2 separate regions of the Mus musculus genome follow, and region 1 is linked to region 2. Evidence: chromatin contacts called from public Micro-C data. All regions are on one chromosome and are shown on one strand. Each heading gives the region's core, a stretch centred on a gene start, on an enhancer-like site or on the middle of the called end of the contact. The rest is flanking DNA. Distances are from core to core; before and after follow the strand shown.

Region 1 (4,943 bases), core at 1,533-4,032, 41 kb before region 2:
GCAGGTCAGGTACTGCTATATATTCAAATGTTAAATCTGTACCCCAATACCTGGCTGCTTTAAGAGAAGAAGTTCCTCATGTATACCAGCTTTTGGTGTCTAGACCTTGATCCCTAAGTTTTCCTGGATTGGTTAATAAAGATTCCTACAGCCTGGACTGGGCAGAAGAGAGGGGGTGGAGCAAAATCTGGGGGTTGACATCTGAGGCAGAGACCATGGGGGAGAAGAAAGGACACTTTGGAAGAAAGAAGAAGATGCTATGGGGTAGGTGGAGCATGAGCACATGGCCATAAGGGTCTGGCCTGTTGGGATTGGAGTGGCCCAGGCAGAACATGGCAAGTGATATCTTGGGGTTGTTGACAGGGAAGTAAACAAAATAGCATAAAGGGTAGATATCTGCCGAGCTCTACTGCTTTACAGTTTATTATAAAGGTTTGTGTCTTTTATTTGGGAACTAAATGATCTAAGGTTGGATAGAAACTGCCAAATAATATTTACTACAACACACTAATATAGAAAAAGGATGATGTAGCCTGGCCATGGGAGATGTGTTCCAGGAGTAAGGAATAAGTCTGACATTTGTAAATGAGGCACAGTAAATGGCCAGATTAATAAACTAAGGACCAGAACCATGGGATCCAGCTTGGGGTGTAGCTCAGTGGTAAAGTGTTCATCTACCATGCAGAAGACCTGGGGACTGAGCCAAGCACTATCAGAAACAAGTAAACTATGTAATCAGCTCAGAAAAGCATTTAATAAAATTTATGTATTTGTTTGATTTAATTTTTTTTAATTTATGCCAAGTCTTACATGACCTGAACTGGTCTTGAACTCACTATGTAGGAGACACTAATCTTGAACTCCTGATCTTCCTGCCTCAACTTCCTAAGTTTATGGGATTATAAGTGTATGACACCATATCTGGCCTAATTATTTTATTTGTATAAATTAATAGTGCAGACTGTGATGATTCAATATGTGTGCATAGTGTATAATACTCAAATCAGCATTTAACATTTCTATCGCTAACATTAAAGTTTCTGTATTAACATATAATACTTGAATATACTTATGGGGTGTGATATGATATTCCAATGCATGTACAGAGTGTGTGCTGCTAAATCAATTAATTAATATTTCCATATCCCTTTTATAATCTCATTTTTGGAGTCTTTGGGTTGCTGTATGTGTATATAGGTGAGCTACAGCCTCCCTCACATACACACACTACATTGGAGGGCATGAGGAACATACTAATTCTGTGTTTGGGTGCCCATTTGCCAGCTTCTGTTGATCATACCACACCTTGCTAGTCTCAACTTCACTCTTATACAATCCACACAAACTTTTAAAACATCCATATAGGGGAAGAACAAGCGTGCTTTTCTAATGGTATGTGGGTGTGTATATATCTACGTCTGTGTCTCTGTGTGCATATGGAGGCCAGAGGTTTTTTAAGGAACCCCAAGCTAAAAAGACAGTTTTGAAAGTTGTAGACTACATGTGTGATGTTCAAACATATTTACAGTCTTACACATTGCCTCTAAAATGAAAGGTAAAACACATGCGGGGTACTTATATCATCATTCATATTAAACCTACTAAACTTTCATCAAAGAAAGAAGAGAGGTCTTGTAGTGGTTTGAATACACTTGGCCCAGGGAGTGAGTGGCACTATTAGGAGGCATTGTCTTATTGAGGGCAGATGAGTCTTTGTTGGAGGAAGTGTGTCACTGTGGGGGTGGACTTTGAGACCCTCCTCCTAGCTGTCTGGAGACAGTCTTCTCTTGTTCACCTTCGGAACAACATGTAGAACTCTCAGCTCCTCCAGCACCATGCCTGTCTGGATGCTGCCATGCTTCCTGCCATGATGATAATGGGCTGAACCTCAAAACCAGTAAGCTAGCCCCAATGAAATGTTTTCCTTTATAAAAGTTGCCTTGGTCATGGTGTCTGTTCACAGCAATGGAAACCCTAGCTAAGACAGGTCTCAATAGTGCAGAGAAACTCTGCTTATGTATTGAAAGACTCAGTCATCTTAAGGTGTTCCCACTCCCCACACAAAGTAGCCCACATCTTTTACAAGACATTGTTAGGCTGATTCTAAAATTTACATGAAAGTAGAATCACCAAAAGAAATCTGAGAATAAAAACAAAGTTGGTCTGACTTGAATTTTAGATCTTCAGTAAGACTGGGTGGTAACGTGACTGAGGAAATATAGACAAGTAGGCCAATGGGACAAAGAAAGCCCAGACCAGACTATATTCAATATGGTTTTCAGACAAAGGTAGACATAGGGAATTTAATAGAGAAAAAACATTTTCAACAATTAATGGCATAGAATGTGGACATTCTCTTATCAAAGAGTAGCTCTACACATACCTCACCTGCATCTTACATAAACAATTGACTCAATGTGAATCAGACCTAACTATGAAACATTAGATGATAAAAATCCTAGAGGAAAACACAGGAGAAAGTCTATAACTGCCACACACACTCCAGTGAAGTCTGCTTGACAGGCTGAGAAGCCTGGAAGCACTCACGAGGCAAAGAGTTTCACGGAAACTCACCTCCTGGAGCTTTGGCGTTCTCATTAACCCATATACTCATACCCTATTCCCGTGTTAGTCAGGTGTATGGATCCACGTGCTCATTTTTAGTATTATCTTATTATAAGTGTCTTTTAAGATTGAATTCTGACATATGTAAGCCCTCGCCAGTGTTCCAAGGTTCCAGAAGCAGACGAGCTTGGAATCCGGTAGGAATGCAGTAAGGAAGTTACCTATTCAGTAACTAATTAAGCATTACAAAAGACGGAGCCAGCAGCTCAGGGCTGGTCTGCAAAGTATTTACTAAGGACAGTAGCAAATCTCACCCAAACAAGGGAATACCATAATAGAGCTAGGGAATCCCACTGAGACAGGAATCTTCTCTACAGCCAGGTATAGCAAGCTTCATATTAGAAGCAAGTTGGTGAATTCTTCTGAAGACCCAGGAAATAGGGGAGTTGTGGTATTGCACTATTCATGAGAAGGTCTGCTAAAGTAGAATACATGGTGGTGGGTTTAACAATAGACTAGCTTTACACCTGGCTCCCTTCTTAGTGGCATTGGCCTGGTCCCCGCCTTCTTTTGATGTATACATTCCTTTTATATTGTCACTGTAACTTGGTGGATTGTATCTCATCTGGTTTCTTGCTATTCTGCTGTATAAAAAGTTTGATGCTCGACTTGACAAATTACATTCAGATTATACACAATCTCGAGTGTTGGTCTGTCTGTCATTAGCCGACTCTTTGCCCACCTGCGACCAGAGACCTGTTCCACGCAGACAAAGGGACCCAGAGGGTCTGTGGCGTATAACATTGGGTTTGATCAAGAAGGACTTCAAGGCATGATCCATCAGTCACCTCAAAGTACAAATAATCTCATATGATCTGATAAATACAACTCTGAATAGCAATGGCATGTCCATAACTTGAACAAGTCTGAGAATTTAGGCCTACCGCAGAAATTGGGATTGAGGGGCAGCTAAATTTATTATTATGCAAAATTTAGGAGACATAGACAGATTGGTAGAAGATATCAGGTAGGTAATTAAACACCATTGGGTCAAATTTATATGATAAACTCAGTAACATTGTTTTCTACACCAAACCTTCTGATTTGAAAAAGGGTGAACACTTGTGTTTAGGTGAACACAATATGTTTAGACTGACATCACAATAGATTGCTGTGAACTTGCCAAGATGTTGGCTCTTATGTGTTTCTCAGTCCAATCAAACCACTGACTAACACAGGGATGAAGTATTTTTGAGTCTGCTAAAAGTTCATTAACCTCTTTCATTTTACACTGGTGTTATCCAAGGCTAGTCACCCAACTTCTTTAGGAAGAGCCATCCTTACTGTTATGAAATTTAAAACATTCAATAGGGTATTCAAACACAGATTCCCACATTCCCTTTGAACTCCCTTTAACTTGTGTGTGGGTAGTTCCCCTGAGGGGATTAGTTAGTCTTATAACCAAATTTCAAAATACATTGTTGGTATGGAAATAGACTACCAGCCATTTCCCTGAAAGATATTTATATTATGGATGGAGGTTGCTTCATATTCATCAAGATATGTGTTTATTGAGCATCTATTGCATGTAAAGTATGAGCCACTGTTGGGAAATCAAGGAGCCATAGAGATGAATACAGTGTGCCTCACAACCAGGCAAGGGAACAGACTGACAGATGCAGATTATTATTGCCTTTTGATCTGTTGTTGTATTTTCTTTTTTTGTAATTGGGTATTTATTTCATTTACATTTCCAATGCTATCCCAAAAGTCACCCACATGATCCCCCCACCCACTCCCCTACCCACCCACTCCCACTTCTTGGCCCTGGCATTCCCCTGTACTGAGGCATATAAAGTTTGCACGACCAATGGGCCTCTCTTTCCACTGATGGCCGACTAGGCCATCTTCTGATTCATATGCAGCTAGAGACACAGGCTCCGGGGGTGGGGGTTATTGGTTAGTTCATATTGTTGTTCCACCTATAGGATTGCAGATCCCTTCACCTCCATGCGTTGGGGCCCTGTGATCCATCTAATAGCTGATTGTGAGCATCCACTTCTGTGTTTGCCAGTGCCCCACATAGTCTCACAAGAGACAGCCATATCTGGGTCCTTTCAGCAAAATCTTGCTAGTGTATGCAATGGTGTCAGCGGTTGGAAGCTTATTATGGGATGGATCACTGGATATGGCAGGCTCTAGATGGTCCATCCTTTCGACTCAGCTCCAAACTTTGTCTCTGTAACTCCTTCCATGGGTGTTTTCTTCCCAATTCTAAGAAGGGGCAAAGTGTCCACACTTTGGTCTTTGTTCTTCTTGAGTTTCATGCATTTAGCAAATTGTATCTTATATGTTGGGTATTCTAAATTTCTGGGCTA
Region 2 (4,966 bases), core at 2,097-4,596:
TGATCCTCCCAGGAAAGAATTCATGAAATTCAAGAGGGAAAAGCAATGAATTTATGGAAGAGCCTGTTACCATCTATTTTAAGAAGAGTCCTATTACTAACCTGTGAGATCAGCTAGAAAAGCACCCTTATCTCTATAACCTTCTGACCCTTTCAGGAAGGCATGATCCAGAGATGGTTTCCACCGGATGCAGGAGCTGAGGGCTCACAGAGGCTGGTCACACACTTACTGGCTGTGGCTTCCTAGATACCCCTTAGATTTCTAGTTCTTTTCACCCCTTAAAGTCTCACAGAAGGACCTCAATTTGCAGATGTTTGCGTTTTCTTTAACAATTCAATGACTAATTTCTAAATCGGTCTTTTCTAAATCTAGGAAGTTCTTATGGATCACTTATGTGCTTACTGCACATAAACCTTCCCCCGCTAGGTGCTGGATCCATTAAGGATCTGGCTTTGCTACTAAGAATCAAGTGAGATGCTCCTAACTATGACATCATCCTCTGGTGAGCACACTGCTAGCACCAGGCACACCATTCCATAGCATCCCAGAACAGTATTGAGGATATCAACTTTTGGCCAATATCTGTGGCAGTGAGTTTTCATAACTAAAATCCAGTATAGGGGCTGGAAAGATGGCTCTGTAGGGCAAAACAGTTATGTATGCATGAAGACATGAATTAGGATCTCCAAAACTCATATAAAAGCCAGATAGGGTCTCAGGCGTCTGTACTCTCCATTCTCCTATGATGAAATGGGAGGCAGGGAGAGAAGAATCCTCAGAAACTCGCAGGCAGATGTGGTGGTGAACAAAAAGAGAACCCATCTCACACAAGGTAGAAGGTGAAGACCAACAGTCACGGTTGCCAAGGTAACCTCTCCATGTACACAGTCATATAATGCATGCACACACACATTCATTTACACACACATACGTACATGCAATAAACACATGTACACATACACACATATACATGCACACACATGTGCACACATCCATTATATATGAGAACTGCAACAATACTACAGTCAACAACCAAACCATGGAGGAAAACAGAGCTTTTTTTTTTTTTTTTTTTTTTTTTTTTTTTTTTTTTCTTTCACTGCCTTGGGCAGATGAAGTTCACTGCACCTCATATAATAGAAAGTGAGATCAGGCAAAGGTTGAGATGAGTGCTTCCTGGGGCTCAAAAAAGGACATTTTTATGGGTGGGTGGGAGAGGTTACAGCTGGATGTCAGAGACAGCACTTACTGAAGAAAGAAGCCATTCACATCTGAGGTAATGCAAGGAGGTTAGAAGGTATGGATACTCAGGACAAAATTATTTTTGTCCTGGTGTGAATCGCATTCTGGCTCCTGCTTGAACCTAGTGTGCTCAACCCCACAGCTATGCTCTGGCTTCTTCTTCTCAGATCTGTATGCAGCTGGACCACAGAGCGAGAGAGAAAAGGCCCCAGAGGCATCACCCTCTCCCTTGCTCCTAGAACCTTGTGAACAGCAACTTAACTGTTTTTCTCTAAAAAAAACTGTGCAAGCTCTCAGTGGACTGAGCCCAGCTCAACATGGCACTACCCTTCACATACATAAATGTATGTTAGAGGGTGGCTCCTGTTCTCCCAATAACCTGTTCAAAATGGCAATTTGCCTGTTACATGGATTTCAATAGTGACGTTTTCTTTGACAGTAAAATGCAAAACCACTCAGCTGTTCAGCGAGGCAGAGTCAAAACACCCTGCAAAGACAGCCTTTCAGAACAGGCAGGACCCTGCGGCGATCAATTTGTGAGCACACAACTGCAGGACAAGACAGGTGGATTGCCATCAATTCATTGCCCTGGAAGGAGGTATTTTGCTATTCTGTTCTTTCCACAATATTCTTTTGGCCACTCATTTTAATACCTGGCTCTGGGGAATAAAAAGAATGTGAAGCAGAAGAAAAAAAGAACACTGTGGGGTTTCACTAGTTTTCTTTTGAAGCTGCTGGAACATCATTTCTTTTCCACTTGTGTTTTGTTTGAGCAGAGTGTCTTGGTTTTCCAGCAGTAGCTGTAAGATTTGTTAACCAAATGAATCCCAGTTTCAACAAGGAACTCTGCTCAGCCTGTGTGTGACAGTTTGGCCTCTGAGGACAGTGTCTGCCCTGACAGCACTTTCCCTGATAAGGTTATCCCCTCTCTCCTTATTTAAAATGGCATACTGAACATTTGGCTTTTAAAAAAAATCATAATCACATAACAGGTGTCCAAAAGTAATTGACATTTGCTGGCTTTCAGGGAACACTCGACTTCTCCTATCAACAGCCACAGCTAGTTTTGATCTCTACAGTGCCGGTAGAAGCTGAAAAGCCAACATTGTGGTTTATGCAAAGTCACCTTGTGACTCCATTTGCTGCTACTGATCCTTTTTGTGAGTGTGAGTTCTGGCACATGAGCTGTAAACATGTGTGCCTCTCAGTGCCCATACATCTGTCTGTGTCCTGTCTGTAAGTGCTCATGTCTGATGAGTATGTTTATGAATGCACATTTGCATGTAAATGCATGTTTGTGAACATGTGTGTATGTGACAGAAAAGGCCAGTGTATGTGTGTGTGTGTGTGTGTGTGTGTGTGTGTGTGTGTGTGTTTCTGTCTAGGTGTATGTTTTTCTGGTGATTGTGTGAATGTGTATATGATTATAAATGTGTATGCACTGAGTACAGTAAATATTAGGGTGTTTGAGATAGCACTAAGATATGTAGATATATGTAGTTGCCTGCTTAAGTACAAATTTGTAGGTTTGCGTTTTTCAGAAGTGCATACTGTGGATGTACTTTTGTAATTGTGAATGTATATCTGTGTGCCTAGGAATGTGCTATACATGACTGTACATTGCAGTCTTATGTGTATGACTGTGAGCATTGGATTAAAGAGTATTTGGTAATTTATGTTGTGAGTGCATGTATGCTTGTATGCCTGTGCTTATTGTATTTGGGTGCATGTGTGATTTTGTGCGCGAATATGAGCGTTGTGTGTTTGTGTGCATGCTTCAGTCTCCATGTGTATGTTCAGTGTGCGTTTGCCTGTGTATGCATGAGAGCACATTTGTGAGTGTTTGTGCTGTGAGCGACTGGGCGCTACCAAGCTCGCTCCTGCTCCTCCTGGGCGATCTGCCCCATCCAGGCTTGGCCTGGACAGAAGCAGAGGCCAGGGTCCTGGCAGGCGACTGAAGGATGTGCGCTGGGGTGAGCACGCAGCGCCTCCGCGGCCGCCACCGCGCCGGCTTTACCCTTTAAATCGGTCTCCAAGCCGCTTACTGCTGATCTCCCACGTGACGTTTTACCTTCTGTCTCCCGGAGCGCGTTGCCCGAGGACAGTCCTCTGGCTGCCGCGCGCCTCATAGCATAGCGCAGCCCGCCGCAGAGGCTGGGCTCCCGCAATACTTCGGGTGGAGTGACACTGGTGCGGGCGCCCTCGGAGGGCCACTCGTCACCGGGCTTCCGGGGAACAGGAGGCGTCGGGGGCCGGAGAGGGCGCGGTCGGGGAGGAGACGGTGCTGGTGCTCCAGCCCGGATAGGCGCCCTAGGTCTGGGCGGCGAGCGGGGTGCCCCGTGGCAGGCAGTCTGCGGTGCGTCCTCCCGGAGGGCAATCTGCGATGACCCCGCCAAGAAGCTGAGGCTACGACTCGAACGCCCTCCGCGCCCTCGCCATGCAGAAGAGCGTGCGCTACAACGAGGGGCACGCCCTGTACCTGGCCATGCTGGCGCGCAAGGAGGGCACCAAACGCGGCTTCCTGAGCAAGAAGGCTGCAGAGGCGAGCCGCTGGCACGAGAAGTGGTTCGCTCTCTACCAGAATGTGCTCTTTTACTTCGAAGGCGAGCAGAGCGGCCGGCCAGCGGGCATGTACCTTCTAGAGGGCTGCAGCTGTGAGCGGACGCCTGCACCACCCAGGACCAACGCAGGACCCGCAGGCGCCCGGGACGCTTTGGACAAGCAGGTACCTCGAACCCTCCTTTCCCTGGCTTCCAACCCCAGACGCCTCGCTGTCTTGCTTGTCCGACTCTGGTGCTGGGTGGACAGCTGACAGCGCAGGGACAAGTGCTTGGAGACCCTGTAGCAACGCATGTCCCTGTGAGTGAGCAGAGAGATTCTGACACCACCATCCTTTAACCCCACCACCTAGCGACCAGCTGGGCTAGAGACCAGGCTGGTTTAGCTTAGCTTAGGTTTTGGTTTTTATTATTTATTTATTTATTTATTTATTTATTCCTTCGCAATCCTCTTAGAGGTTAGGTCAGATTTCTCTCAGTTTCTTCCCTAACCACTCCGTGCTGTTCTAGACCTTAATGTGGCAAGTGTCTGTTGACACCTGTTGGATTTAGATTGGTTTGGTGAGACCAAACTACCCTATTTCGGAAAGTTTGGTTTCTTTTTTCACTGGCTCCGGACCGGCAGAGTTCTTTACCTGCCAGTGATGGCTTACCCGTAGTTCTGGGCACCAATCCCACTACCAAGACGGACGCGTTTGTTGGTCCTTGTCAATCATGCGTTGTAGTTTAGGTCTTGAGAATGTTTGCCCACCGAGGTCAGCATAAAGACACTGTCTCCCAAGAATTAGCATTTGTCCCTGAGTTTATGTTTAAAAACATGGGCATTTAAAAAGAACGCTCTGTACTTTAAAGTAAATGAGACCTTTTAGTTGTAGGTCATAATTTGAATGGGTTTGTTGTGTGCTCAAGGCGTGGAGAAGGCAATGGCTTAACCTCTGAATCCCATTCCTGCAAAATAGGAACCATATTGATTTCAAATGCCATTTGTTTATTACAGTTAAAGAGGAATGATTTTATTCAGCCAAATGTTTTCTCTTTGCCTCTATATTCCAGACCTTGGAAGAGGGAGGTATGTAGGGGTGCGGCGGGGGGACTGGTTGCCTTTGCTGTTCCAGAAAAATATTTCTAGGCTGAATTTTCCGTGCAGATCTGACCAGAATGCATGA

Evidence for each region. Hi-C and Micro-C count contacts between places; a contact is called where the count stands out from the background.
Region 1: a Micro-C map of embryonic stem cells shows a contact between it and region 2, with 2.0 times the contacts expected there. The contact joins the enhancer-like site here to the promoter of Rasgrf2 in region 2. A contact is called at or near these places in 2 of 39 promoter capture datasets (the 3T3-L1 cell line and embryonic stem cells), 5 of 484 Hi-C or Micro-C datasets (cortical neurons, embryonic stem cells, neurons and 1 more), 1 of 115 datasets of contacts at active chromatin or transcription factors (embryonic stem cells) and 3 of 9 other capture datasets (adipose tissue, liver and pancreatic islet).

The regions. Positions count from the first base shown.
Region 1 is chr13:92,170,705-92,175,647 of GRCm38.p6, reverse strand. No RefSeq gene overlaps it. Among named protein-coding and RNA genes, the nearest start is that of Rasgrf2, 41 kb to the right of the region's middle. Within about 2 kb of position 2,782, at least 4 of the 459 cell types and tissues checked have an H3K27ac peak or open chromatin away from gene starts, as enhancers often do. A contact at or near this core is called in embryonic stem cells, where this site is marked.
Region 2 is chr13:92,130,208-92,135,173 of GRCm38.p6, reverse strand. It overlaps Rasgrf2 (RAS protein-specific guanine nucleotide-releasing factor 2), which reads left to right and starts at 3,346. Exons shown (of 28, transcript NM_009027.4): 1 at 3,346-3,967. The coding sequence starts at 3,680.